Regions from separate parts of the Mus musculus genome. Here all the other regions are linked to region 5. The links are chromatin contacts, called in public ChIA-PET, HiChIP or PLAC-seq and promoter capture Hi-C maps. All regions are on one chromosome and are shown on one strand. The core of a region is the stretch at or near the end of the contact, and the rest is flanking DNA. Distances in the headings are between cores, read along the strand shown.

The links. Promoter capture Hi-C pulls out the DNA fragments that hold promoters and counts their contacts. HiChIP or PLAC-seq counts read pairs in DNA pulled down with a chosen protein or histone mark. ChIA-PET counts read pairs in DNA pulled down with a chosen protein or histone mark.
Region 1: an H3K4me3 HiChIP or PLAC-seq map of bone marrow-derived macrophages shows a contact between it and region 5, with 6 times the contacts expected there. The contact joins the promoter of Cfap126 here to the promoter of Cd48 in region 5. A contact is called at or near these places in 2 of 39 promoter capture datasets (hippocampal neurons and pre-B cells) and 2 of 115 datasets of contacts at active chromatin or transcription factors (bone marrow-derived macrophages and memory CD8 T cells).
Region 2: a contact with region 5 is called in a promoter capture Hi-C map of pre-B cells, with 2.9 times the contacts expected there. The contact joins the promoter of Dusp12 here to the promoter of Cd48 in region 5. A contact is called at or near these places in 1 of 39 promoter capture datasets (pre-B cells) and 1 of 115 datasets of contacts at active chromatin or transcription factors (bone marrow-derived macrophages).
Region 3: a contact with region 5 is called in an RNA polymerase II ChIA-PET map of effector CD8 T cells, with 6 read pairs. The contact joins the promoter of Pea15a here to the promoter of Cd48 in region 5. A contact is called at or near these places in 3 of 39 promoter capture datasets (the HPC-7 cell line, pre-B cells and stem cell-derived epiblast-like cells) and 2 of 115 datasets of contacts at active chromatin or transcription factors (effector CD8 T cells and memory CD8 T cells).
Region 4: a contact with region 5 is called in a promoter capture Hi-C map of the HPC-7 cell line, with 5 times the contacts expected there. The contact joins the promoter of Pigm here to the promoter of Cd48 in region 5. A contact is called at or near these places in 3 of 39 promoter capture datasets (the HPC-7 cell line, hippocampal neurons and pre-B cells).
Region 6: a RAD21 HiChIP or PLAC-seq map of pro-B cells shows a contact between it and region 5, with 4 times the contacts expected there. The contact joins the promoter of Igsf8 here to the promoter of Cd48 in region 5. A contact is called at or near these places in 2 of 39 promoter capture datasets (the HPC-7 cell line and pre-B cells), 1 of 15 datasets of contacts at CTCF or cohesin (pro-B cells) and 1 of 115 datasets of contacts at active chromatin or transcription factors (large pre-B cells).

What each region holds. Positions count from the first base shown.
Region 1 is chr1:171,121,080-171,126,051 of GRCm38.p6, reverse strand. Cfap126 (cilia and flagella associated protein 126) reads right to left here and starts at 3,007. Exons shown (of 5, transcript NM_001379426.1): 1 at 2,859-3,007; 2 at 956-1,018; 3 at 702-782; 4 at 1-18. The coding sequence starts at 2,885.
Region 2 is chr1:170,882,126-170,887,246 of GRCm38.p6, reverse strand. Dusp12 (dual specificity phosphatase 12) reads left to right here and starts at 1,707. Exons shown (of 6, transcript NM_023173.2): 1 at 1,707-2,180. The coding sequence starts at 1,840.
Region 3 is chr1:172,205,352-172,210,117 of GRCm38.p6, reverse strand. It overlaps Pea15a (phosphoprotein enriched in astrocytes 15A), which reads left to right and starts at 3,314. Exons shown (of 4, transcript NM_011063.3): 1 at 3,314-3,521. Gm17224 (a long non-coding RNA gene) reads right to left here and starts at 3,135. Exons shown (of 5, transcript XR_865735.3): 1 at 864-3,135; 2 at 254-488. Casq1 (calsequestrin 1) reads left to right here. Exons shown (of 11, transcript NM_009813.2): 11 at 1-224.
Region 4 is chr1:172,373,589-172,378,286 of GRCm38.p6, reverse strand. Pigm (phosphatidylinositol glycan anchor biosynthesis, class M) reads right to left here and starts at 1,756. Exons shown (of 1, transcript NM_026234.4): 1 at 1-1,756. The coding sequence starts at 1,588. The coding sequence ends at 317. Kcnj10 (potassium inwardly-rectifying channel, subfamily J, member 10) reads right to left here. Exons shown (of 2, transcript NM_001039484.1): 2 at 4,202-4,698.
Region 5 is chr1:171,679,873-171,685,031 of GRCm38.p6, reverse strand. Cd48 (CD48 antigen) reads right to left here and starts at 3,040. Exons shown (of 4, transcript NM_007649.5): 1 at 2,866-3,040. The coding sequence starts at 2,938.
Region 6 is chr1:172,310,209-172,314,632 of GRCm38.p6, reverse strand. Igsf8 (immunoglobulin superfamily, member 8) reads right to left here and starts at 2,266. Exons shown (of 7, transcript NM_080419.2): 1 at 2,040-2,266. The coding sequence starts at 2,097.

The DNA of each region.
Region 1 (4,972 bases), core at 1,758-4,257, 560 kb after region 5:
GGAACCCCAAGGACTTGCCTAAAGGAAAAGAGATTGCTCACCAGGTCTTCACGGCTGGTAGTGTCTGCTTGGCAGGGCTGTCTGGCTTCACGGCCACTCTTGTCTTGCCAATGCTTAGTAAGGAAACACCTGAGAGAGGGTCTAAGGCAGTGGCTTACCAAGTAAAAGGGAAGCTTTGATTCCATCGGTTTGTTCAGTTCGGCTGTTTTCCAGTCCCTTTCCTTCCAACTTAAAATTTTCATTCTTAGGCTAAGTGTGATAAAGGAGTCCTGGGCATAAATATTGTCATCTGAAAACATTGCTTACATATTTTCAGGACTTCCATGTGCTAAGCTCAGCTCCGTCCTGGCGGATAGAGGGAGGGGAGGGTGTCACAGACTGGACTTTAGTTTTCTGTGTGACTGGAGCTCTGCTTTTATGCATCAGTTCTTTTTGTTGGTTTTGAGACAACCTCTTTCTCTCTCTCTCTCTCTCTCTCTCTCTCTCTCTCTCTCTCTCTCTCTCTCTCTCTCTCTCTCTCTCTCCTTGGCTATCCTGAAATTCACTGTGTAGACCAGGCTGGCCTCAAACTCACAGATTCTCCTGCCTCTGCCTATTGAATATTAAATCCCCCCTGGGATTAAAGGTGTATGCCACCACAACTAGCTAGCTCCTCCCCACCCTCTCTTTTTTTCTGGTAGAAGGGAGGTGGGGAATCTCACCTTGGAACGGGGCACTGAAGGCAAGAGATGCCCTCGATCGTTGGCGATGATCTGAGTGTAACCTTCATGGGCAGCGATTTTCTGTATTTTGGGGTAGAAAGAGAAGTGCCTGAAGTGAAAGAGGGGCTTGGGGTAAAAGTATGGGAGAGAAACACATGGACTGTTCAAGGGCTAAGGGACTTAGGTCTTAGGGAGAACCAGTGGGGCCAGTCATCGGAAACTGGCCTTGGAGAGGGGCACTGAGCTCAGAATACCTCTTTCGTTGGCCTGGCAGGAGACCAGTTCTGCAGGTACGTGGGTAAGTAAGCTTTTTCATACTGTGGAGAGAAAGAGGAGAGTTCCTGTGAGGCTCCGAGGCTCCCCCGTGAGATGGTGACACTGTTCTCTACAGTTAGGTGAACTCGAACTCACTGTGGCAAGGGTATGTAGGGAGGAAGCTATCATAAGGGAGGTAGGTGCTAAGACAATGGGTTGCAGAGTATAAGGAGAGCTGACCTGGGCACTAAGTCTGGGAAGAAAAGCCTACCAGCTGGAGGGAAGGGTTGAGAACAGTATACTGACTCTTGTGTAGGAAGATGCCCTGACAAAACCCAACAGTTGGTATGCCAACCTACAAGCAACACGAAAAGAAGAGAGCTAAATACAAAGAGAGACGAGATTGTGTCTGGCTTTGCCACGCTGCATATTGAACCCAGGATCTTGTGCGTGCTAGGTAAGTATGAGATTATAATCTGTTTGCTCAAGATGTGTACCAGGGGTGTAGCTCTGAGTTACAGTGCTTATCTAGCATGTACAGAGCTATGGTCCTCAGCGCTAGTGGGGAAAAATGGATTTTAAGGAGCTGGTATAAAATAGGTGTGTGTGTGTGTGTGTGGTTAGACTTTTTAAAAATGCAATTAAATGTTAATGTTTGAGGTTTATTATATTCTACTGAGCATTACAAAATTTAATTTTTAATTTTCACATAGCTGCTAAAACCTTTTAAATTATGTTTGTGACACACTGCTGGAGACTGCTAGATTAGACCAAGGGATGGTAACCAAATCCACATTGCTACCTGCTTTTAGAAGGCCAAGGGGCAGAAAACGCCACTTTCTTTCTTTCTTTCTTTCTTTCTTTCCTCTCTCTCTCTCTCTCTCTCTCTCTCTCTCTCTCTCTCTCTCTCTCTCTCTCTCTCTCTCTCTCTCTCTCTTTTTCTTTCTTTCTTTGAGGCTGGGTTCCACCCTTCTGTCCCTGCCTCCCTGGCAAGAACGTTTTTTATTTGTAAAAATAGACCATTTGTAAAAATATTTGTAGACATAAAACAACCATTTGTGTTGCTTTGACAGAAGGTAGTTGGCCAAGGTGGCACACACCTGTAAGCCTCACGCTTAGCAGAGGAAGGTAGGAGGGTTGTGACTTTGTGGTCCAGTCTGGGATAGGTAGGTAGTAGCAAAACCTTACCTGTCTACCTACTCACACACATACACATAAACGAAGAAAAAGAACAACACTAAACTGGGAATACTAAAGAAGGAAAATATTTTCTCCAAAGGAACTCCAAAAATGTGTAGGCAATATTTTGTTTCTTTTCTTACTACAAGACTCTGGCTGGCCTGGAACTCTCTATGTAGACCAGGCTGGCCTCGAACCATCAGTGACTATTTTGTGTCCTTGTTTTCATTCTCTCTCTCTCTCTCTCTCTCTCTCTCTCTCTCTCTCTCTCTCTCTCTCTCTCTCTCTTTCTCTCTCTCTCTGTGTGTGTGTGGAGGGGGAGGGGTTCTCTTGAAGCTCAGGTTAGCCTTGGACTCAGTATGTAGCCCCAGAATGCCTTGAACACCCATCCTCCTGCCTCGGGGACCACTGGGGAGCATCTCTACCCCTATATTTTGAATTTTTCTGAAACAAATTAGTGCTAACTTTCATATAAATAGATATGACTTTGTCACTTGACTTACAAAGCCTAAACTGCTTACTCTGGCCTGTACAAATAAAATCACTGCTTCCTGGCTTACGGTCTACAGATTTAACCCAGATCCTCTTTGCTTGTTCCTGGGCCCTCCCACCCATGAGATGAAGCACCGCCTCAACCCAGTCAGAGTCTGATGGGAGCGGGCAGTCAAGGGCAGCATCTGGAACATAAACTCAAATGTAAAAGGGTGACGAGCAAGCGCTTACCTGGTTGGCACTGTAGTTAGTGGCCATGATCCAGTGCTGTTTACACTTGTTGCCTGGCAACTGCAGAAGGCCAGCCTTCTGGGAGTTACTCCCGGTCAGCAGGGGTTGGGCTACATTCTGTGGTTTACACTACCCTCTTCCTTTCTCTCTGAAACGTAGGTTCATTTTCATTTTAGAGTATAGAGGCCCAAACAAACATGAGAAAATGAACTGAGAAGTAGCCATGGATACCTTGAACACCCCGTCCTCCTGCCTCTGCTTCCAAAATCCCAGGACCACTGAGCAGGACCGCTGCATTTGCCTCAGTTACTATACTTTGCATGTGTCCAAAACAAATCAGGGATAACTGTCATGTAAATAGCTGTTTCCCCAACATAGTTAAGTCTGCTTCAGAATTTCCAGGTTGTCTTTGAATGACATCTTCAACTATTTAAACAAACTTTGAGACCCCCCAACCCCCGTGAGCTGAGTGTGTGAGACACTGTGGTATAATGAACTAAGCCTAACCCCTCATCCATCACACACTGTAGTGATGGCCTGCTTTGTACACTGAAGAATAAGGTGAATGAAATGTTCACAGTGGGAATTGGGCGCTGCCAAGATGCTGCTCACAGGATAACAAAGGCACACTGCTTAGGAAGCAACCAACTGGTTTGTTCCCAAAAGGAAATATATGTCTTATCCTTGGTCCTTAAGTGACTCCTGTCTCCTCCATCCCCCTACAGTCACAGGACCCAAGATATAGCTTCATAGTGTTGGTTAGGATATGGCAAATCAGAACGTAGGGTGGGAAACTGAGTAGGTACCAGGGCCTGAGCCTATTAGCTATAAAACCAAGGAACCCTGAGAGACTCATTGAAATTTCTGTTAAGTCCATCTACTCATCTATTGGGGTGTTAGAACTAAAGAGGGCTTGTCAGTTACAAAGTCTTAAGTTTTAAAAAAAGGAAAAAACCCAAGTTGTCCAAAGATACTTAAGAGCCAGATATGGCTGTGCACGCCTGTAATCCCAGTATCCAGGAAGTGGAGGCAGGAGGATCTCAAGTTCAAGACCAGCCTTGGCTATGTAGTAGGATCCTGTCTCCAAAAAACAGGGAAGGGACTCATGAGGCCCCCCCTCCTTCCTGGAGCTATGGAGGCGTTAACTGTTGCTGGGGGAGGGGCTCACAAGGCCCCGCCCTTTATGTTAATAGTTCTGGAGAGGGCAGGATCTTCTTTTCAGTGTTGTAACCAGCCACACTGGTAGGTGGTCCATGCTCCTGGGAATAACCTCCCACGTGTGCAAGCATCTCTGAGCTCAGACACACACACACACACACACACACACACACACACACACACTCAAACACGAAAGCATGGTGACGCCTCTAACCTCAGAACTTGGAGGAGTCAGACCTCTAAATGTGAGCCAACCAGGTTTACATAGTAAGTTCCAGGCCAGTCAGGGATGCATAGAAAGGCCTTATCTCAACAACCAAACAACAAGAACAAAAGTCCACGTGAAGTGAGAAGAGGGTATAGGGGGAAGCAGGTGGGGTCCACTGGGAGGGGGAGGGGCATAAGAGGGTGAACGCAATCAGAATCCTACATGAATGAAAATGTCACAATGAAACCCATTATTCTATAGATCATAGGTGCTGGTTTGAAGGAAGGACGTGGGGTGGGGAAGGGATCTGGGGAGATGGCTCAGTGACTGGGAGTGCTCTCTGCTCATCCAGTAGAGCCAAGCTGGCTTTCCCAGTGCCCATGGCTCTCAGCCTCTGTAACCACAGCTATGTGGAATCTGACGCCCTCTTCTGAAACAGCTACCTCAACTCACACATATGATTTAAAAACAAATTGTTTCTTTCAAGAAAGCAAGCTGCATGTGGTTGTTTATACCTGCAATCCAAGCCTTTGGGATGCTGAAGCAGGAGGATGGCTCCAAGTTTGGGTTACTTGAGGCTGCCTCCAAAATTCAGTGGGGAGATAATTGCTAGTTCTTTTTTCCCCTAAAATGTTTCTCCTATCCAACCCAGCATAATGATACTCCTGACCCTTCCAGATAATGGGTTAAGAACAGCTCTTATTACAGGCTCTGACAGTTCACAGCTGGGTAATGTGACATAGGCCAG
Region 2 (5,121 bases), core at 458-2,957, 800 kb after region 5:
TAGACAAATAGATAACTTAAGTCTTCATGATGATCCTATAGGAATTCCTAAAATTATATCTGATTATTAAGCTCTTTTATAACAGGACTGCTGTTAGGTCCTTTTCTGATAGTCAAAGCTGCAATGAGAAATCTGTCATTCTCCCAAGTATCACCAGTTAATTGCTCTTAGATGGTAACCAGACCTTCTCCTACTCAGAGCACATTCCAAGAGGTTGTAAAACAATTAACCAAAGGTCATTAAAAGGCAACTAACAATTTATTGTAGGTGCTAGGACAGAAGATAAAATACCAACTGGGCTTATCTATACAAACCTTCACTTTATAACTTATGGATTTAAACCTTCAGTGAACCTGTGGAGCTGAGACAGGTGATCGATGTTTAGCTAGATAATCACTCCTAATGGATATGCATGTAAACATTCTCTGCTGTAAACTTCTATTTCAATTTATGATTTGATTTTTTGTGTGAACTTGTGATGAACTTGTAACATGTGATCATGTATTCTGGAAGACGTATAAGTACCAAGGACAAAGAGACACGAAAGAATCATAGAGAACTAAGATCAATGGAGAGCTAAGATCAATAGAGGAGACTTTTTTGCCTTTCCCCACTTAGACTAGATTCTTTTCCCTTTCCCCACTTAGAGAATTTTTCCCTTTACCCACTCAGGATCTTTCTGCTTTTCCCCTTAGATAGCTTTCATAGGAAACTTTTTACAACTTGGTAATAAACTCTATAATTATTTATCTAAGTGTCTTCTCTTCCTGAGACCGGACTAGCAGGCTGAAAGTTAGAGCCCAGCAGTTCCTGCTGAGATAGACATATCTATCTATCTCTCTTGTGGCTTGAAGAAGAGGTGCTAGTTGCCAGAAACTGTAGTTTCTGGCCTCAGAGGATCACAGAAGGCAGATCAGCTACAACAGCACGGTAACTTAGGCTTAGATAAGTAAACGCTTTATTATACAGCATCCCTAAATATCTCAACAAAGTCCTACCCTCCGCCTAAGCTCTTCCCTCTCTACCCCAAAAGCCTCAAGAAGAACATCCCACTCCAGAGCTGCCCCCATCTCTCCCTCTCCCTCCCTCCCTCACTTCTCTTTCTGCCGCCACCTCCCTCCCATCCCCCAATAAAATTCTTACACGTGGAACTGTTTGGGCCCAGTGTACTGTGTTCAGACTCGAGCCTCTATTTTAACACATCAGTTATCACAGCTAATATCCACATATAAGCTTATACATACCAGATTTGTCTTTCAGGGTCTGGGTTACCTCACTCAGAATGATTTTTTTTTCCCGAGTTTCATCCATTTATCTGCAAATTTTATTTTTTTTTTTTAAAATGGCTGAGTAATACCTTATTGTGTGAATGTACCACATTTTCTTTATTCAGTCTTCTGTTGTACATCTAGGTTGTTTCCAATTTCTGGCTATTATGAGGCATCAATAGGCAACATGGTTGGGCAAATGTCTCAAATGGTAGGAAGAGTGGCTTTGCTGGATCTTGAGATAGATTCCCATTTTCCTGAGGAACCTCCAAGCTGATTTCCATAGTGACTGTACAAGTTTGTGGTCCTACCAGCAACGGATGAATGGAGACTTTATTTTTCTGCCTTGGACTTTAGAAGGTTGGGTGGAAAAGCTGCTCTAAATGGAGCTTATTTAAGCACACAGCCCGAGCACGGCTCACATCACCTTCCCCAGAAGCAGTCATTTTCCCTATTGCCATGGTCCTCCCACGGCGCTGCTGAGCGGCTGGAGCTATTCCGACACAGGAGTCAGTCACTCTAGCCGGTGACTTGGTGGCGGGCAGCGGCTGCCTGGCTTCCTGGCTCTGCCATGTTGGAAGCGCAGGGTTCTAACCATGGCTGCGAGCGCCAGGCTCCGACTGCCAGTCCCGCCAGCTCGGCAGGGCACGCCGTGGAAGTGCGGCCCGGGCTGTATCTGGGTGGGGCAGCGGCAGTGGCGGAACCGGGCCATCTGAGGGAGGCGGGCATCACCGCCGTGCTGACGGTGGACTCTGAACCGGCTTTCCCGGCTGGGGCTGGGTTCGAAGGTCTCCGGAGCCTCTTCGTGCCGGCGCTGGACAAACCCGAGACCGACCTGCTCAGCCACCTGGATCGCTGCGTGGCCTTCATCGGCCAGGCTCGCTCCGAAGGCCGCGCGGTGTTGGTGCACTGGTGAGTGCCACGTGCAGGGGGGCGGTGCCTTGCACCGGGTCTCGCCTCTCTGCAGAGGCGCCCAAAAGTGGAGGTTCCAGGCTGTCAGAGCCAAGACCCTCGTTCCTCATCTTCCCTTGGGGTGTGTGGTTCCAATGAGGGTTCCAAAACCCGCCCTTGGTTAGTGTTTTGTTTGATTTCATCTTGCAGCAACTGTCTGTCTGTCTGTGCATCCATCTATCCGTCCATTCGTCCATCGTTCTATCTGCTTGTCTATATTTTGGGGGTTAGGTTAAAGTTTATCAGATTTGTAAGAGAAGTCAGACACTCAAGCCGGCGAATGTAATACAGGTCAGATGTATTGGGGTGAAAATACGTGATACTTCCTCGCCCTAAAGGCCACTGTGATTAACAAGGGAAAAACATGTGACTTTTTGTTTTTTGAGACTGGGTCTTACTGTATAGATCTGGCAGGCCTGGAACTCGCTATGTAGAGCAGGCTGGCTTCAAAAAGCACAGATGTCCACCTGCTTCTGTCCAGAGGGCTGCACACCTTGAGTGTGAAACCATGCTGGAGGATTTTTAATCAAAGTTATACGTGACGGGCAAGTTTAGAGAAACATTCACGGACCAAAGGAAAACTGTACTGACTGGTTTTGTGAGTCAACTTGATACAGGCTGGAGTTATCACAGAGAAAGGAGCTTCAGTTGGGGAAGTGCCTCCATGAGATCCAGCTGTGGGGCATTTTCTCAATTAGTGATCAAGGTCCCACCCACCTGGGCTGGTAGTCTTGGGTTCTATAAGAAAGCAAGCCAGGGAAAGCAAGCCAGTAAGGAACATCCCTCCATGGCCTCTGCATCAGCTCCTGCTTCCTGACCTGCTTGGGTTCCAGTCCCGACTTCCTTGGTGATGAACAGCAGCATGGAAGTGTAAGCTGAATAAACCCTTTCCTCCCCAACTTGCTTCTTGGTCATGATGTTTGTGCAGGAATAGAAACCCTGACTAAGACAAAAACGGTTCACATTCTTGGAATAATTAAGACTGGACAGTTGTATAGAAAAGTGATTGAGGCTGGGCGGTGGTGGCGCACGCCTTTAATCCCAGCACTGGGGAGGCAGAGGCAGAGGCAGGCGGACTTCTGAGTTCGAGGCCAGCCTGGTCTACAAAGTGAGTTCCAGGACAGCCAGGGCTATACAGAGAAACCCTGCCTCGGAAACAAAAACAAACCAAAAAACCAAAAATGAAATAAAATAAAAAATAAAGAAAGAAAAAAAAAAGAGGTTGGACAAGAGGAGTGTGACATAATGCTTAGCGAATGAGCCAGGAAAGTCAGCCTGACCTGTATTGAGCTGTTTCTTCTGGTGTATAGGCAAAGCCCTTTCTGGAATTATTGTCTTAGGATATATCAGACTAAATAGATCCGAGAATTGATTTGTCTTGCTAGCATGTTAGGCAAACATTCTGTTACTGTGGCGGCATAGCCCTAATCTTAAGAGAATGCCTTTGTGGCGGGTTCTTAGTAAGGTGGAGGAAAGTTAGAGTGATATTTTTCTCTCCATATTTTTGTTGTTTTTGTTTTTGAGATGGAAGGTTTGCTGTGTAGTCCAGACAGTCTCTTAAGCTTGCGGTCCTCCTGCATCTGCCTCCTAGTGCTGGTGTTATTACACATAAGCTACTTACGACTTCTGGAGTTTGTGCTTAGGATTGAAGAAGAGGTCTTCTAACCTCTCTGTCTTGCCCTAGGGTGAGTGGGGAGAGAGAGAAGCAAAAGCACGAATACTGAGATCTGGAGAGACTCCAACGTTAAGAGCAAAGGACCTTGGACCTTGGATTTGTCCTGTAGCCACTACATTTTTTTTTTTTTAAATGTACACAGAACGGTCAAAAAGTGTGGTTAGCTACTAAGCCCAACCTGATAGATCACAGGCTCTGATTCTTTCTCCCAGAAATCAGGTCATCCCTCAGCCCCCTGCAGCTCTCTGGGGCAGGAAGTTGACAGATGTCAGTTGTGACCTTACTCTCTTACAGGCCTCTTTCTCCCATCAGCACCTGTGAGCCTGACTAGGTCAGCACTACCCCCTTGCCCCCAGTCTCCAGATAACATTGATTTATAACTCTACTTTTATATAGTGTACTTCTGCCTTATGACTCTTGGCTTGGAGGCCAGCCTGGATAGGTCACCTATTGTGGAGCTTGCCTCCCTCCAAGGAAACAGTAAGAGTCAGAAATTCCACTTGTCTCCTGGAACTGAAGTCTCTTTCTCTTTGGAAACATATAAACATACATTCACACCCATACGTATATATATAGTCATATAAATATAACATATCTATGTAGTATATAGTTATATAGTATAAATAATTATAAATATATTAAATAGAATTATAATATAACATAACATATTACATATATATTATATGTGTGTGTGTCTCTCTTTATACACGTGTGTGTGTGTGTGTGTGTGTGTGTGTGTGTGTGTGTGTGTGTGTGTGTGTGTGTGTGTATGTATGGTGGAATGACTCTCCTTTCCCAGATTTGAAGGCCCACTTTTTCCCTTCAAGGCTGGCATCTTCTGCCTCTGGTATGATGGGATTTCTGCTAACCTCTCTCCTCGGTGCTGGAAAATGTCGGGGGGGGGGGGGGTAGCCTCAGGGCTTTCTTGCCTAACAAAGCTCACCTGAAGGGCTTTTTTGTGGTGTTCTTTCCTACAAACCCACAGTAAGTTAAAACACAACCTGATTCAGAATTATAGATCCCTTTTCATTAGGAGCAGGGGTAGTGGGGAAAGTCAGCAGATTTGGGAGGAACAGTAGGTGGGTTTTCAGTGGACAGGGAGGGACCGACAAGATCCTTCGAGCCTGTGCAACAGTGAAACAATCACAAATGATTGTTTTTGGAATACTGAGTTGGGTCAGCATAGAAGACAGCCGAGTGTGACAGTCAGCTGTGGTGTGGCGACAA
Region 3 (4,766 bases), core at 2,065-4,564, 520 kb before region 5:
TTCTTCCCCCATACCTTATCTGTTTCTCTTCCCGCCACTCCCCATACTTAACGGTTTGCAAACTCTTCTCTATCCCATTTCTCAAATCTTAAACCTCTCTCACTGTCCTGACCCTGGCCAGGAGGAAGGGAGGTACTGTGTTAGGGGCTATAATCTTAGCCATCTCCTGTTAATGTATTTGGGTCAAATGCAAGGCCTTAATAAAGAAATCTGGGGCAGAATGAGCAAGTGTCTGTTGTTGATGAAGTCTCACCCTTATAGGAGGAGGGAGGTGACCGTTGAAGAGGAGATTTAACTGTGGGTGCTGTGCCTTGTTAGGAGTGAGTTAGAGGGCTGATGAGCAGGGTTGGGGGCTCTCTCCCCAGGCAGTATCCACCCCGAGTCAACAAGCCTTTTCTGAACACATGGCATTTGTGCACTGCTGCTGTTGGGCTCTGGAAGAACAGAGTGTGCCAGGCCTGTCCCTGCTCTTGAGCTGACTCGTCTGCCTGAAAAGTCAAGACAAGCGAAGAATAACCTAGCAGTGTGTGATTGATTCCCAGCCGCTCTTTATTGGAGCATCAGGACTGAGTCCACTGTCCTTAGTGAGGTCTCCCCAGACTCTGATGGTCCTGCAGTCTCGTCCAGTGCTCCCACTGCCCGCCCTGAGGACCTCATTCTTGAACTTAGTGCACTGTTACCGATCTTTACACAGCTGCTGAACTGAGTCCTGAGGACAGGTACCCAGACTTTCTCTCTATTTTCATAAGGCCTGGGACATAAAGAACTGTCCTATATCTGTTTAAGAAAGGATGAAAAAAAAAAAAAACCAAGCTAGAAGAGAGGGAGGATGGGCTTGGGAGTCTGTTTGAGGTGATGCACACCTTTAATCCCAACACTCCGGAGGCAGAGCAGGCAGATCTCTCTGAATTGGAAGCCAACCCTGTCTACAGATCGACTTCCAGGACACCAGGGCTATACAGAGGAAACCTGTCTTAGAGAATAAACAAACAACAAAAAACACATCAACAACAAAACAACAACAAGAAGATGGGCTCGGTGACTTCCACAATGGAAACAAACCTTCTCCAGACCTTCAATTGAAGAATGGGCTTTGAATGGAGGCAAAGGAATTAGGACAGGGACATCCCAGTCAAAGCAAACAAAAACAAAGAAACAAACCTCAAAAGCATTAGCAAGGTGTGTTAGTCCCACCAGAGGTCTGAAAAGTAAAGAGAAATTCAAGTTGTGGCCACGAGGTTGGGTAAGCATAATGGGGTTGTTCTGTAGAGATGTCTGAACTGAATCCTATGAACTGGGGAAAGACAAAATTTCATCTGGTAGCAAAAGCCAGGATAGACTTAGGGAGGAGGGGTCATGTAAAAGCAGAGGCAAGGAACCCCGTTTCAGAAACTGTTTTGATCAGAGTAAGTTTGGGAGGATCTGGCCTGTGTAGTGGTTGTCGTAATGAGAGGGCATTGCTATTGGAACCAAGAGTATCCCCTAGACTTAGATCTATTGGGCTTCTATAAAAAGGACTCGTGCGCACCCGTACTCCGCAGGACAGGCTCAGGTGGGAGTAAACATATACAAGATGGGAGCATGAAAGGACCAAACTCCCGAATAAGCTTCTAAATAAGGAAACATCCTTTGTTGTTGTTTATGGATAGGGTATCACTATGTAGCCGAAGATGGGAATAATCCTGCCTCAACATTCTAAGTCTTACGGTGGTATATCACCATATTATGCATGCTACTAGTTTTTGTTAAGGCAGAGCAAAGTTATTGGATGTCTAAGTATAGAAAAATGAGTCCTAAGATTAGAAAAGTTGTCACTCTCCACAGTCAAATCCAGGAAGTATTCTTAGGGAAAGCGACAGAAGTATATAAAGCAGAAACCAGATATCTAATCGACCTAATCACATGTAATGGATAACTAATAGGTAATTGGGTATTAGGTTACATCATAAAAATATTATGGGATTCACTTCATATAGATCAAAAGATACTAGACTACATGTCTTTGATTTTTTTTTTTTGCACCTATCTGGTACCAGTCCCTAAAAACTTTATTATTCCTGATTCTCAGAAGAACCCTATGAAGTGAGACTGGTATCCTCAACTTTATGGACTTAATTTGTCTATGGAAACAGAATAAGTATAAAGTCCACATTCTCTGTGTTTTGCTCTGCCTCATTTGTCTCATGTAAATGTGGTATGTCTATGCAAAAGTGTACAGTCACTCTGTGTCTCAAAGATGGGTCAACATGATAGATTCCGACCCTACAGCGACTCAGAAACAAAAGCAACTTCTGAGGGTATATTAGTTACCCTCAAAGGAGCAATGGGCAGCCATGTGGGGGGTGGGGGTGGGGCTGGGGGTAAGAGGAGCAAAGAGAAGAACTATATATGAAACCTAAGGCACAGGACCAGGACCTGCTCCTCCCAGAAGAAGGGGCTCATCTTAGGCTTCTGGAAGGGTCTCTGATCAGCTGGACCTGAAGGCAAAATGGGGTGTTCCTGGTGGTGTGCAAACATTGAAGCCGTTCTCAGGGTCAGGCACTTGCAGAGCTGAGCTGACGCCCCTCATGGAGGTAGGGTGAAAATCGGATGCTTCTCCAATTCTCCCTCCTCCCTCCTCCCTCTTTCAGCCCGGCTGAGTGAGCCTCTGGAGGAGGAAAGTCCCTGAGGTGTAGGGGAAGTGAGAATTATCACACTGGGCCTAGGCAGAAGGACAGAGCTAGGAGACAGCTAAGTGTGGCTTTGTTGTCTATATTTGCATGCTGAGCTCATGGCTTTTTTCCTCCAGAAAATAAAATTACATCATAGTGTGTGGGGGTGTGGGGGTGCGTGTGTGGGGGTATATTTGGGAAAGGCAGGAGGTGCTCAGGGGTCCAGCTGCTATTATACACAAGAGCTCATGGCCCCGGGCCAAGTAAAAGAGATTTCCCTGTTGCTGCCTGCCCCTGTCCCATTTTTATTCCTAGCGTGGATAAACTTGACCGTTTCCTACTGAGTCTCTGATCTATAAGGCTAGGAAATAGGATTTCTAAATACCAAAGCGAAGTAGCTAAGAGAACCCAGAGGCCATAGGTCTTCCAAATCCCCCAATCCAAATTGATCTGCCTTCCAGGGGTCCTGGCCATCGTGACCAACCAAAGGTCAGAGGGCAGGAAAGTGACCCATTAGGAAAAAAACGAGGATCTTCTCACAGTTTAAGGGGAAGAGTCCATATTCCATCCCAGTCCTGCCCCCATCCTAGGAGCCTTCCAGAACCCCAGTCCCCAGTCCCTGTCCCCTCCTGCTTCCCCTCCCCCTTTCCTCCCCGCTCCCCGCCCCCCGCCCCTCCCCGGCTCTGACATCACCGGCCAGTCGGGTGGGGTGAGGCGGTGCTGGGCTCAAGCTCTGCTCCACGGGCGGAAGAGGCGGCGGCGGCAGGATCGGCGGCAGCGGTGGCAGGAGCCAAGGAGCAGGCTCCAGACGCTGCTTAGGAACCGGGGACCCGGGAGTGCCCGCACCCTGAGCTCTCAGCTCCGGAGGCGGTGAGAGGGGCAGAGGGAAGATGTGTCGTGGGGAGGAGGTAGATTGGGGATCTGGGTTTGGAGGGTCACGATCCCGGACGCAGGGGACAAATAGGGGAGCTTGAGGATTCAGACAGGTCCACGGTGTCAGGCTCCATGGGGTCCTTCTCTGTCCATGCATCCAGAGACTGGAGAGTGTCACAGGCAGCGTGGCTTCATCCGCCCATTCCGTGCTGAACAGCAGTTTGGGAGTCCGACGGGGCCTGGGGATTAGGATGTAGCCTGCTTCCCGCCCAGCCGGCCGAGCCAGGCCAGCTCCCGCCCCTCCCTCCTCGCTTTAGCTTCGGACTCGCCTCTGCAGGCGTCCAGGCTCAGCTCAGCCCTGCTTCAGTTCCTCCGGCAGCAGGCAACTGGTCTGGGTACTCTCACACCCAGTTTACTGCATCTGAGGAGAGTGGGATTGGTGGAAGCTTGCCCAGAGGAAAGGGGCTGGGGATACATAGGAATGATGTAGCCAATATAAAGACACTAATTTTTAAAACAATCCTTGTCAAAACCGACAGGGACAGAAACACACCTTTAAGAAAAAAAAAAAGACAGCCAACCACACAGTGACACACACCCATGTGACTTACACACATCCTCTCATACAAACCAAATCACAACACCCCTGCACTAGGCATCCACCCACCCACCACAACCCGTTTGTTACCTCCCATGTGGAGTCTCCTTGACCAGCATCAGTCTTAACACGAATGTTCAGTAGTGGGTGGAAAGGACCACTGTCCACAAACACACCCAGATTTTACAGTTTTAGTGGGCAATACCTCAAGGACTGGTGAGCCTGTGCTCTTACCTGGGTGAGGGGCTTCTTGTGACCTTTGTTGCTGACTGCCAGTTTAGAGCATAGGGTACCTGGGAGTGGCTAGAGCCTGGACATCAATATGGCCAAAGGATGGAGGAAGGAGTAGAAGCCAGGGAGAGGGTGAAAAGAATGAGTCAGCCAAGGATGGAACCCAAGTCAGGGGGAGAGAGAATGAGAGGAATGTGTGAGAAGACAGGGAGAGCTGACCAGAGAGCCACAGAGAAAAGGAAAGAGGTGGCCAGAGGCACAGGAAGGGTGCTGGAGAGGACGAGAATCTCAAGTTAGGGAGCCTTGTTTCTCTAGGTTCCTGTGTTTGGCCCCCCAGGCTGTATATTGTTTCTCTAGGTTGTGCGTCTGGCCCCCCCAGGCTGTAGGAGCGATTAGCGTTAATTGCTCTTCCC
Region 4 (4,698 bases), core at 507-3,006, 690 kb before region 5:
GAACAAACGCTGCTAGAGACCTTATTCCTCTACTGTTCAAAAATATTTCAGCATCTTCTAGCTTCACCGGCTTCTCAACTGTGAAACAGGAATGGCTTTCTTCTCATCAAGCAAATGAGCCCTAAGACTTCTAAAGGATGGACCATGGACCTCAGTTCTTGGGCCCCCTTTATATATAAGGCCAACACTGGTTTTAATTTCTATTGGAACAAAGGAACTTTCACTAGAGTGCTTAGAATGTTCAGGGAGGAGAAAAATTCCAAAGCCTCCTAGTCCATACGGCAAAATCAGAATGTTGCAGAAGATCCAGAACACATTAGTCGTATTTGATTCTCTCCGTTAGGCGGTCCTCCTTGTAATGGGAAATAATCTGAATCAGTATGGAACAGTTGATCAGAAGGAAGAACAAACCGGCTAACCAAATAAACAGGAAGGTGTTCTTTCCTTGAAACTCTAGAACATATGCAGGAGCCAGCCATAAGGCCTGTCCTATGAACCAGAACAGTAAGAGGACTACGGCTCTTTTCCAAGGCATCCTCACCAGTGGCATCACCAGAGGCAGAAGGCAGAGATACCAAAGAAAGTACTGAGAGGTGCAGACTTTGTTAAAAGTCACAAAAATGGACGTATGAAGGAAACAGCAGAAGACAAGGTCTCTGTAGTAGGCGAAAGATGCGGCTGACAGCAAGATGAACTGTGGCAGGAACGCCGCAATCCCCAGAGTAAAACTCCACTTGCTCTCGGCAGTCAAATACAGCATATAGAAGTACGGAGAGAAATTATGGCGGATATCCCTCCTAGTTAGGTGATAAAAGTAGGTGTGCTCCAAAAACTCCCAACCGTACTTATAGTAAAAACCGAAGCTCAGGGCAACAAACGTGAGCCCTGCAACTGCTACGAAAAGCAGCACTGCCCAGCTACACAGCCTCCTCAGGAAGTCGTACAAACGAGCCTGGAAAGAGAACCGGGCTTGCCGGAGACGCTCGTCATCGTCGCGCTCGGGCCGCAGATGGAGCGCTATGGGGAGGATGTAGGTCACCGGGTACATCTTCATGTGCACCGCGAAGCCATAGAACACCGCGGCGCACGCGATGAGCCGTTTCTCTATGAAGTACAGGGTCGAGAGAACCAGGGAGGCGACGATGGAGTCCGCGTTGCCCCGGCTGGACACCGCCATGGGCAAAGGGTTGAGAAGCCAGAAGACGCAGTAGCCACAGGCTTGGCGGCGCCCCAGCCCCTTGAGCAGCAGCAGGCGGTACAGGAGGAAGGCGGTGAGGAGATCGCAGCTGATGAAGAGAAACTTGCCGAAGAGTTCGCTGAGGTAGACGTTGGGGGTGAGGAGCCAGCTCAGGAGCGGGGTGTAGCGGTAGGTCGCCCGCAGGTACGGGGAGCGCCCTTCCGTGACGAAGCGCGCGGCGTCCGTGAACACGTGGTAGTCTATGTCGGTGTACCTCACCAGCAGAGTCCGGTCCTGGAAGACACCGTAGAAAACCAGGGCGACCCGGGCCAGGAAGGCCACGCCGAACACCCCGGCGGGCGGCACCCGAAAGTTCAGGATCCATTCCCCCCAGTGCATGGGGTAGCTCATGGTCCGAGTGCGGGCCACCCGCCCGGCCCGGCCCGGCCCCGGGTCCACACTGCGCCCCTCTCGCTAACCGTCCTCGGGCTGACGCCTCTCAGCCGCCGGGAGCATCTCCTCTGCTACAGCACCGACAGGAAGAACCGAGGAATGATCACTTCCGGCACCCCAAGTCCCGCCCCCACGGTACTTCCGGCCTCCAGCCCCGCGCGGGCTCTCAGCTGTCTCCGCGGAACGATTGCCTTCCTCGGGATTGGCTGTCTAGCGTCCGCAGCTTCCTCCGGCGAAGGCGGGATTTCCGGTCCCTTATTGGCGACGCTTCCGCTGTCCGGAAATCCCGGAGTGGCTGAGATGTCGTGGACCTGGGACCTGGGTGAACTTTGTTTTTAGTAACCAGAGCTTCCGCGTTCCCAGCTCAGATCTACGGAGGAGGACGCTGAACACAGTGAGCTGCTACCTGCTGCTACTTACATCCCGCCCAACTGGCTTGGAGGACTGAGAGTGGGAAATACAGATGGAAAGAATAAGCCTAAAATAAAATAGTCTTTTTACCCTGATAAGAAGGTTCCTCCTACCGAAATACGTCTAGATTGTCTCCCCTGGAGTACTGTCAACTCCGTTCTTTTCAAGAACTCTTCAACTAGGTCAAAATCGGCCGTCAACCCACTCCGTTCACCCTACCACTATTAGTTTCTTGCCAAAGACTCCAACTCTTTCATTCTTTTCCTGATTTCTTACTGCACTTATAATTGACTTTTTAAAACTTCATACTCTTTTTTTTTTTTTTTTCTGGTTTTTCGAGACAGGATTTCTCTGTATAGTCCTGGCTGTCTTGGAACTCACTCTGTAGACCAGGCTGGCCTCGAACTCAGAAATTCGCCTGCCTCTGCCTCCCAAGTGGTGGGATTAAAGGCGTGCGCCACCACGCCGGGCCAAGAACTTCATACTTTATTTTACAATGTTTTCAGTTTCAAGTAAATTGTTCGTGAGAGTAGAAAGTATTTCTTTATTTCTTTGTACTTTCTTGTAATGTATTACAGTCTCAGACGCATGGTAACTGACGCAGACTGCCTTGATCTTACAAACTGAGCCTGCCCCTAGGGAATGTCTTCTAGATTACCATAGAAGTGGCTCCATTCGGCCTAGACATCTCTCATCCTACACTTCACATTTATCCTTTGAGTGAGCCGTATTAACCTCTAGTCATAGTCTGGTATGTCTGTGCTTTGATGTAATTACATGGTGTAGATTAATAACTACCTCTATTGGTTTTTTACTATGCATTGCCCATAATATACTGTGATAACACATTACCATTCAAATAACCTTATAACTAAATTGTAGGGTTCTTGAGAGTAGAAAGTATGTATTTCTTTGTACTTCCTTGCATTACAGTTGCAGGCACATGGTAACTGACACAGACTGTCTGGCTTGATCTTAGAAGTCGAGCCTGTCAAGAGTTATTTGAATGATACTGTGTTATCACAGTATACGTGGCCTAAATTATCATAATTGTTATTTGTTAAGGACTTATTCCCAGTTGTCAGACATACTAACTACTTTTTAATGTAAAGTAGATATCCCTATCTGTATCAATGAGCAAAATCAGGATTTATGGAGAATAAATAAAACATAGCCAACTAGTAGCAGAACTGGAATTGAAAGTAGGCCTGTCTAGCCCAGGATAACAATGATTGTGCGACAAACGTTCAAATAAAACGCTGATATGGAATTCTAATTTCCATTTCTTTTTCTCAATCTCTTCTTTAAGTCTTTCTGATATTCTCTCTCATTGTTATGCTTTATATCCCTGGTTTGATATTTCTCTTCCTTTGTGAGTTATAGGTAAGTGACGCTCAGTCTCCATAAAGAATATAAGAGAGATGTCTGAATATAAGTAAAGGGTTCTTCTTGGTAGGTGTTGTTGTTGTGATTGTTGTATTCTGGCAGAAAAGCCTCAGCTAGTTCTCCCTCTATGGCTGGCCTAATAAGTAGGAGAGACACCAATTCAGGAAGGAAAGGAAACTGCTAATCAAAAGAATCAGTCTCTCCCTGGAGTCGCATGAGCGAGCTGCAGAAAGTGGCAGAGCTTTTGAACAGATACTATTTCCTGCCGTGGGGTCGGAACCTGGGAAGTGTTCCCCACTGTACTGGCTGGCTGTGTGTGTCAACTTGACCCAGGCTGGAGTTATCACAGAGAAAGGAGCTTCAGTTGGGGAAGTGCCTCCATGAGATCCAGCTCTGGGGACATTTTCTCAATTAGTGATCAAGGGGAGCAGGCCCCTTGTGAGTGGCACTATCTCTGGGTTCTATAAGGAAGCAGGAGCTGATGCAGAGCTATGGAGGGATGTTCCTTACTGGCTCGCTTCCCCTGGCTTGCCTGAATTTGCAATGTATCTGTTAAGGGATCTTACCTTAACAAGGGAAGGAGCAAGAAAAGGACTGGGTGAAACCATTATTGAAATGTTCCAGTGTGAGGAAAAGTCAGCAGGAAGGGCTGGCCACTGGATGGGAAGTTCTTCCAACAGAGCCTAGTTGAACCCTCCTCTCCCCAAACTCAGCCTATGAGTTCAAACCTTGATAACAAGATAGGTTTCCCTTTCTAAAAGGAGACACAGTGAGAACAAGAGATGCATCCAGTTTATTTAGTAGTTTGTTCTGAACAGACAAAAATAAACCAAAAATGCCTCACACATCTTTTTTTTTCTAAATACATTTGACCTGGTTTAGTCTTTAATGCAGCGTGTAGAGAAATCATCCCTAGATTCTTCTGTTTCAGTAGCACTGGCCAATACTGGGCCTGCAAGCCCAGCTATGCACAGCATAGGTAATGTGTTATTTTGCAAAGAAACTAGGTTAGCTAGCATGGGTAAAGGTTTGTGGTAGCAAGCCTTGGAGAATGTGCAATGTCCCTGGCTAATAGCCACATTACGACTGCTTTTCTTTTTCTGCTGACCTCAGGGAAATCCCTGCATAGTGCTAGCTGGTGTGGGTTTCAGAGAGTGGGAGGAACAGTAGGGAGCAGCCAGAATGAAGTGAAGCCCAGGTTAGGGATTTCAGAAGCTTTGCATAGAACTGCATCAGCCTCTGGGGAAGAGGAAAGCAGAATTCTGCATTTC
Region 5 (5,159 bases), core at 1,791-4,290:
GAAGAAGAACAGAAATTCAGATCTGGGGTGGAGGTAAGAGGTTGGGGCCTGAAAGTTCATGTATGAGTATCCCCCACTCGCATCTGCCTCATGCTTCGTGTGTCCCCAGAGCTTCTTGACATTTGAAATTTCATTGAATCTGACTAGAAGTTCCTCGGAGACAGGGAAAGTAAGACATCATGGCCATTTTTGAGTGGAGGAAACTAAGTCATGAAAAAGCCCTACAGGCTGAGCATGCTGGCACATCTCTTTAATCCCAGCACTCAGTAGGCAGAGGCAGTTCGATCTCTGAGTTCGAGGCCACCCTGGCCTACAAAGAGAATCCAGGACAGCAGGACTACACAGAGAAACCCTGTTTCAAACAAAACAAAAAAACACCCTACAGCATGGAGTCCAGATAAAACACAGTTCTTCTCATACCCAGTATAATGCCATTTTCAGTGGCCCCTTCTATAAGGAAGAAGGAGGAGGAGGGAACAGGAGGTTTCCATTAGATATGATGGAGCAGGAACACATGTCAGAGCGAAATGGACTCTGGGGACAGGCTGTTGGAGAAGAAATAACCTGGGATGACACAACAGCAAGTATCTGGAGAGCATAGCTGTGGAAGTTGACAGTCTAACATACAGATAGTTAGACTAGGGGTAATTCCCTCCCCCCCCAACCCCCGTATTGCACTAGAGCTGATTAAGTCCATAGGGCTCTGAAGTATTACGGGGCTGACAGAGTTGTATTAGGATTAATAAAGTTTATTAAAAACCATTTATAGACCCTGAGATGAACCCACACACCTATGGTCACTTGATCTTTGACAAGGGAGCTAAAACCATGGAAAAAAGACAGCATTTTCAACAAATGGTGCTGGCACAACTGGCGGTTATCATGTAAAAGAATGTGAATTGATCCATTCCTATCTCCTTGTACTAAGGTCAAATCTAAGTGGATTAAGGAACTTCACATAAAACCAGAGACACTGAAACTTATAGAGGAGAAAGTAGGGAAAAGCCTCGAAGATATGGGTACAGGGGGAAAATTCCTGAATAGAACAGCAATGGCTTGTGCTATAAGATCAAGAATCGATAAGTGGGACCTCAGAAAGTTGCAAAGCTTCTGCAAGGCAAAAGACACCATCAATAAGACAAAAAGACCACCAACAGATTGGGAAAGGATCTTTACCTATCCTAAATCAGATAGGGGACTAATATCCAATATATATAAAGAACTCAAGAAAATGGACTCCAGAAAATCAAATAACCCCATTAAAAAAATGGGGCTCAGAGCCAAACAAAGAATTCTCACCTGAGGAATACCGAATGGCTGAGATGCACCTGAAAAAATGTTCAACATCCTTAATCATCAGGGAAATGCAAATCAAAACAACCCTGAAATTCCACCTCACACCAGTCAGAATGGCTAAGATCAAAAATTCAGGTGACTACAGATGCTGGCGAGGATGTGGAGAAAGAGGAACACTCCTCCATTGTTGGTGGGATTGCAAGCTTGTACAACCACTCTGGAAATCAGTCTGGTGATTCCTCAGAAAATTGGACATAGTACTACCAGAGAATCCAGCAATACCTCTCCTGGGCATATATCCAGAAGATGTTCCAACTGGTAAGAAGGGCATGTGTTCATAGAAGCCTTATTTATAATAGCCAGAAGCTAGAAAGAACCCAGATGTCCCTCAACAGAGGAATGGATACAGAAAATGTGGCACATTTACACAATGGAGTACTACTCAGCTATTAAAAAGAATGAATTTATGAAATTCCTAGCCAAATGGATGGACCTGGAGGGCATCATCCTGAGTGAGGTAACTCAATCACAAAGGAACTCACACAATATGTACTCACTGATAAGTGGATATTAGCCCAGAAACTTAGGATACCCAAGATATAAGATACAATTTGCTAAACACATGAAACTCAAGAAGAACGAAGAACAAAGTGTGGACACTTTGCCCCTTCTTAGAATTGGGAACAAAACACCCATGGAAGGAGTTACAGAGACAATGTTTGGAGCTGTGACGAAAGGATGGACCATCTAGAGACTGCCATATCCCGGGATCCATCCCATAATCAGCTTCCAAATGCTGACACCATTGCACACACTAGCAAGATTTTGCTGAAAGGACCCAGATAGAGCTGTCTCTTGTGAGTCTATGCCGGGGCCTAGCAAACACAGAAGTGGATACTCACAGTCAGCTATTGGATGGATCATAGGACCCCCAATGGAGGAGCTAGAGAAAGTACCCAAGGAGCTAAAGGCATCTGCAACCCTATAGGTGGAACAACATTATGAACTAACCAGTACCCCTGAGCTCTTGACTCTAGCTGCATATGTATCAAAAGATGGCCTAGTCGGCCATCACTGGAAAGAGAGGCCCATTGGACTTGCAAACTTTATATGCCCCAGTACAGGGGAACACCAGGGCCAAAAAAATGGGAATGGGTGGGTAGGGAAGTGGGGGGGAGGGTATGGGGGACTTTTGGGATAGCATTGGAAATGTATTTGAGGAAAATACGTAATAAAAAATATATTAAAAAAAAACGGAGCTCCTTTTAGCAGAGAGCTTCCTCTTACTAAAAATTCCTTCACAGAGCACCAGGCATGAGGTATATGTAGTACAAGGGTCCTACTTCCCCACCTCCCCAGGTCCCGTTTCTCTTGTCCTCCTGGGAAAAGAGATGGGGCCTCGTTTTCCAGAGCTGAGGAACACGTCCCAGCCTTCCCCCCAGTCCCGCTGCGAGCATGGTAGCACCCAGCCCAGGAGCATGCTCATTTCCAGGGTTGAGCTACATCCCACCTCCCCTTTCCCAGCTGGCCATGCCTTCAGTGCACAGCCGGACACTTGGAGGAAGCTACCTTGAAATCCAGTTCCCAAGGGCAGCAGTAGCAGTTCCAGGACCAGACACCATCCCTGTTTTATGAAGCACATAATACTTAGAGAAGCTTCCCCAGAACACTGGAGACAACTGTAAGAGAAGTCAGGGCGCCTGCCCTTCAATCAGGAAGCAAAACCCAAAACCGGAAGTCGTATGAGGTTTTTCTGTTTTTTCTCTATTTCACGAATTACCATACACAACAGGAAAGCAGACCACTACCATCACACCACATGGAATGAGATTTCAAATTCTCCTACCCACTAGAGATCAACAAGAAAAATAGCTTGGCTTAAAAGAATGGATTTTTCAGCAGTGCACTTTGAGCACTGAGGCCGAATCTGCTGTTGCCTGTGGGGAGTAAGGAGAGGCTGTGACTGGGCAGAGACCACCAGCGTCGCAGAGGGGAGTTGACTATCTCCAGCCACCTCCAGCAACGCCCATCTGTCCGTTCACATGGCCCTCTGCCCTGTTCCGCATGCAGCCTGCTTCTACAGGAGGAGACACCAAGTCAACTCACTACCTGACATTGGGAATCATGTCTTATGCTCCTGATCACACGAGAGGTCTATGAGATAGCTACAGCAGGTATCAATTCTTGTACCTTATTGAAACTCAGAGTCAGGTTTGCCTAAGTCATGTGTCAGTTATGGTGAACTTTCCCATTTATTCTCCACATGCAGAAAGATGTTAAGATTATGAGTCTCACCAGAATCTTCTAGAAATCAGGTCTGGCCAGCCTCCGGCCCTTTTCTTATGCCTTTCTGCACTGTGCCTGCTGTTTTCTCTGCCCAGCATGGCAGACAGCAAAGCTTTGAACTAGAAGAGAAGATACGGCAGGAGCAAATGAGCAAGGTTTTATGGTGGATTTAGGCAGAGACAGTTTTAGATTACACATTAAAAAGGAACTGAGAAGAGGAGGTAGGGCAAAATGAGAGGACCAGCAGGATGCGGAAATAGGCGTGGTCCAGCCCCATAGTATCTCAAAAACCAACTCCCCACCCATCTTAGCAGAGTCTTCCTAGAAGCAGGAGAAAGAGGACAGGGTTGCAAAAATACGCAAAGAGCAGGTGTGGAGAACCAGCTGCAGCACTTCCAAACATACAGCACGGTGCTCAGGCTGTAGACGTGTCTTGGTAGTTAACAACACTTGTTCTTGGAGGTCACCCAGGTTTGATTGATTCCCAGTATCTATATGGAGGCTCAGAACCATGTGTAACTGTAGTTCCAGGGGATCTGCCACCCTCTTCTTACCTCTTCTCACGGAGAGTAGGAATGCACATGACATACATATGTACATGCATACAAAACAGCCATACACATAAAAATAAATAAACCTAAAAAAAAAATACAGTTCTCAACATGGGCGTGGTGGTGGTGCACCCCTTTCATGCCAGCACTTGAGGCAGAGGCAGAAAGGCAAAGGCAGAGATGGTCTCTGATCCAATGTGTCTCACACCCTAGAGTTGATTCTCAAGTTCCCTGAGAAGATCTGTCGTTTTTTGGCTAGCCTAAGAATCTAAGGCAGAATGGAAGAGCATAGCTAATGAAGGTTTGAAATCGTCCCCTTTCTCCTATGTATGGTTTGCAAGAGATCCCAATGGAGGTAGACAATGAAGTAGGAGGCTAATGAACTAATAGGTTACTTGGCATTTGTTGTCATTTGGCCCACTCGTTCCATCAGCACATGCCAGGTCCATCATGTGTACATATTCTACCGTCCACGAGGAATCCAAGACTAGAAGTCTGGACAGAGTTCTAACTGAGTCCTGCCTGGGCTGCAATCATTTTTTTTCTCTCTTGCCTCCTTGCTTTGCTCTCTGCCTGGAGTGCCTTTGTCCTCTTCGCTACTCCTCAACTAGATACCCTCGCGGTTTGCCCCCTCTAGAGATTCAGAGTCACCTCCCCTGCATCTCTTTCTTCTGGCTTCCTTGAACTCTCGTTCACATCACTTCATAGAAAGCTCAGCTCTCAAGGAAGCAGTACAAGCTCCATCCTGGCATTGTGAAAAGATTTTTAATTAAAATGATTATGTGGCTGTGGTGGCTTGAATACAAATGACCCACACAGACTCGGGTGTGAGAATTTTTGGCCTATAAGGCTTGGCACTATTAGAAGGAGTGGCCTTGCTGGCTGCCTGGTGGGGAAAACGCTGCGCCAGCATAGAACCGGCGGAAGGGAGCAGAGCCAGTCAGCGGAACCCTCCTCACACGGCACGATGGGCTCGCTGAGCCCCCTCCATCCTCAGGGTGCGAAGCCCTGGCCTAGACCCCGCGG
Region 6 (4,424 bases), core at 1,017-3,516, 630 kb before region 5:
ACACGGAAGGCCTGGCCGTGAGAACCATCTCTCTTCTAGATGAGAAAAGTAAAGTGAAATGTGACATTGTGGCCAAGTCCCTGCCCTCTCTGGAGGGCCTCTACACACCCCTGAAGAGGGACAAAACCAAGAAGGCGGAGATGCTTCCAAGGAGAGCCCTGGTTTACAAAACTGTAATTTCCCGGATTTCCAGGGGTAAGTCCACAGCTTGCTACTGGCCCTGGAGGAAACCACCCAAGAGCCTGAGAGCCTGCTCTACAGTTCTCGCTCCTTTCCTTCTTCTGGCTACGTCACGCAGAGAACACATGACCACCGCCTGAAGCAGAGGCTAGAGTCAGAAAGCCAACATGGGACCAACCCTTTCCTCTCCTGGGTCTCAGTTTCTATCTCTCAGCACTAAGAGCTCCCAGTTCTGATGTTGAACCCGTGAGTATATGTGTGTGACTCAGGCACATATCGCTCCAGGCACATTTCATAATCAGGAGGATGGTTAAGGCAGCCAAGCTGACACCATCCTGGCTGCCCATGGGTAAACTCTGCTGAGAAGGTCCCCTCCCACCTTCCTGGCTCCACACAAGCTGATGCTTGGAGATCCCCATGGGAAAGTTGTCCCCACAGCCTCAGAACATAGGCTGCTACAAGGTTCTCAATGGCTGGGCTGCCTCCTTTCTAACAGCCAAAGGTCTGCTTTGGAGTCAGTTCTGAGTTCAAATCCACCCCCCACCCTCACTGGATACACAGTGGTATTTCACATCATCTGTGAAGTGAATGCCAGTGCTGGCTGCAGTGGGCTAAGATGACATTCAGCTCCTCTCCCGCCCCTGAATAACACTCACTCCTCCCAACCACCCCTGGGCTCATCCCTGCTCGGGTTAAGCCCAAAGGAAAAGAAGCAATCGCTAGGCAACCAAGCCCCACAGCTCCTTCAACTCCCTACATCACTCTGCCTCCCGCCTTGTTCCCAAAGGAGTTTTCATCCTGGCCCCAAGAAGCCCAAGGAACCATTCTGTACAACACTGCGCAGTTCTGGTATAAACCAGAGAAGGAGGTTGGGGTGCCCCACTATAGTATCTTCTCCATATGCATAACACACACACACACACACACACACACACACACACACACACACGTTCCTTTCAAGGGCTTCAGTCTCCTGGCAACTGCTCCATGCCATATCTTTCCCAGAACACCTCCTACAGGGAGCCCTCCAAGTCAGACCCCAAACATGGTAATGTTAGCAACCTCCACAGGCCTCAACACACACACACTCACACTCACACACACACACCAGACATGACGCAAGGTTGGCCCAGAAAACACACCATCATAAACACCCACCAGGACAGACACTGGGTGCTTAGAGATCCCAGGTTCAGTTTCCATGGAGCCTGGTTTCTCCTGAGGCAGGGATGTTGGGACCAACTGAGTCTGACAACCAGGCAAATATCTGGGAGCGTGGAAGAAGGGCAAAGAGGGAACTGGCCCAGGGTGGAGACACGTGAGGGAAGAAGCCTCAGATGGTGACATGTTATATTGGGAGGTGGGGGTGTTGGGGAGACTTTTTTCAGAGATCGTGGTCAGAATCAGCCCCTGGGCCTCCAGCCAACTCTAGGCAATTATGAAGACCGCCAGGCACTGCCCACGCAGAGCAAACACCCAAAACCAGGCCTTGAGCCGAGAGTGGGGCAGAAGGTTGTCACGGTATTTGGTAGCAACGACCCCAGACGCTGGGTGTAACCGATGAGAAGTGGTGCCTGCCTCCGGAGGCCCGATGGTGTCTCAGGGGATACCTCAGTAGGTCGCCCATATGCCCCAGCTAGGAACCTAGAGCGAGGACACCACCACCCTCCCCATAACTGATTGGGCAGACAGGCGCAAAAGGAAGCGAGACGCCGAGCCCAGAGACAGTGGAGGCACGTCTGTTGGAGAAGTAGGGATGCAACCAGCTCTGAAATGCTAGGAAGGTGGGCTGGTGGGCTGCACGGTGTTAGGCACCTACCCGGCCGGGACAGGGACGCGGCGACCACCACCTGGCTTACCAAGTATTAGCAGCAGCAGCAGGAGCGAACTCAGCGGCGTGGGGCTAGGGACGCCCATTCTGCGTAGGCGGCTCTGAGGAGACTCCTGGGGGCGGCGTGGGCTCTGGGGGGCCAGGGCCGCGGGGGGCGCATGCCCAGGTGGGGGGCAGAAAGCGGAGCAGTGAAGCGTGGGTGCGCAGAGCCCAGCCGAGCGGGAGCCGCCAACTCCCCGCCCTCCACCCTTCTTCCCCTCCTCCCGCCGCTCTTCCCGCCCTCCGCAGCTCGGGAGACCAGTCCCAGCCGCGCCCCGCTGCCCGGCCCCGCCCCCGCCTCGCCCCGCCCCAGGCCGTCGCCTGGGCCAGACTTCGACCCTGATGGTGGCTCCGCCTCTGGCCTCAGGCTGGGCGAACTGGCGGCACCTGGGCTCCTCTACCCCCATTTCCTCGCTCAGAGGGCACCCCGCCCTGCACCTGCCAGCCTTCCAGGGAGAATGGGGTGCTTGCAGGGCCTCTGGGGATGCATGATGGGGTGACTGTGGTTACGCACTCAGAATCCAATTGGGTGATGTGGGCCACTGAGTCTTGGCAGCAAACCCTGCTGATTTATGTAGGCATGGCCTGACCCACGGTTTCCTGGACGTGAAGCGGACCCAAAGGGGCTTCAGAGTCCTGGAAGATCGCTGGAAATCTGTTCTAATACCCGGTCAGAATGCAAAGCGAAAGGGAAGTGGGTTAGCGGTCCAGACTTCCTAGCTGGAAGATCCTTGTTCAGCTCAATGCTTTCAAGCTCACTTCCCCCCCCCCCCCCGCCACGTACGGAACAGAGATTGTAAACACTCGAGGAGTTACGGCGATTATTAGCTGAGATCATGCACATACGTTTCATGCACACGGTAACTATGGGGGTGTTTTGTTTTTGCGTTAAACTGCTTTCTACCAATTGGAGTCTCCAACGAGAGGACGTAACACACCTCTTTGCTGGGGAAGGTGGAGCTAGCCTGGAGGTAGGAAAAAGGAAGAGAAACCTCTTCCCAAAGCCATGTCTCCAACTGTGAAAAAGGCGGAGAGTAGGGTGGGGCCAGGATGGGAAGAAGGGGCGGCTCAGCCTGCAAAACCAGGGCGCGGAAGTGCCCATTAGGGGGAAGTGGCCTAGAACACGTCTAGATCTTCACCTCCATTCCCTACTTGTCCCCTTCACCCCTGCTCCCTCGCTTACTGCTTCCTATTGAGAAAACTGAGGCACAGACAGGAAAAGAGATCCGGGCCAGCGGTGACTTCCTCTTCTCAGAAGTCGTATTCGTGGGGCTGCCAGTGGAAGCCACATTCAGCAACCACAGAGAAACACTGATAGGGAATCTATAGGGAAGTCAGAACTCCAACCCTGGTCGCCCAAGACTGCCTAGCAAGAGGCTAAGGGACCTGCTCCTTGTCACCTGGATATATCCCAAGCCTGGTTTCTTCACACTGTTTCTCTAGAAGCCATGTTGAGCCATGTGAAAACTGCAAGCTACCGGGAGACTTTGGGAGAAAGCATTCTCCCTTTAGCTGGAGGTTGAGTGGATTGAATGACTTTCTGGTACCGGTTTGAAAGTCGGTCATCATCATCATCATCACCATCACCATCACAACATCATGATTATCATCATCATAGCCATTTATGGGATGGTTTCACAATAACACCGCCACCACCTGAAGATATCCTTTCTAAACTTTACAGGTTATTTTACAAGCAAAGTCATTTAACACAAGAGAGACCTGGCCTTTTAAAATAGTTATGTGTCTTGCCCAAGGCCACACAGATTTTAAGGTAACTAAAGTGTTACTTTAAAGCTCAGGTCTGGTGTGCACACCCTAGCACGCAGGAGGCAGAGGCAGATGGATCTCTGTGACTTCCAGGCCAGCCAAAACCACATATATCCTGTCTCAAAACAAACAAAAGAGCAAAACAAAACAAATCCACAAAACCTCAAGTCTGACGGTTCCCATCTTTTCTTGTACTCCACTGTTCACTCTGTTAAGGGCGAAAACTCATTCATGTTGCAGGGTACTGAGCGGGCCAGACCTTGTACTGGATTTTAGTAGTGCCCTAGTCAGCAAGGCTTTCAAGGTCCCCAACTCTCAGGGATATCCTGCGTGTTTTGAATAAACAAGTTAACAGTCAGCACTCGGTATAAGCATATGGGATGGAGTAGGAGGAGCTCTCTTCCAGGAGATTACCTTGTAGCTTGGGACAAAGGGACTCCCGTGCCAGTACACAGGGGTTAGGGGCTGGGCTAGGAGAACGTTTACACACCCCTCCCAAAACTGTGCAGTCCAGCAGTGGCCAGCAGAGGGAGCCCAAAGTCCAGGACTGTCTCACTCCTAAGATGCTTATGTAACTTGGAAAGTTGGGGGAGGGGAGTAAACG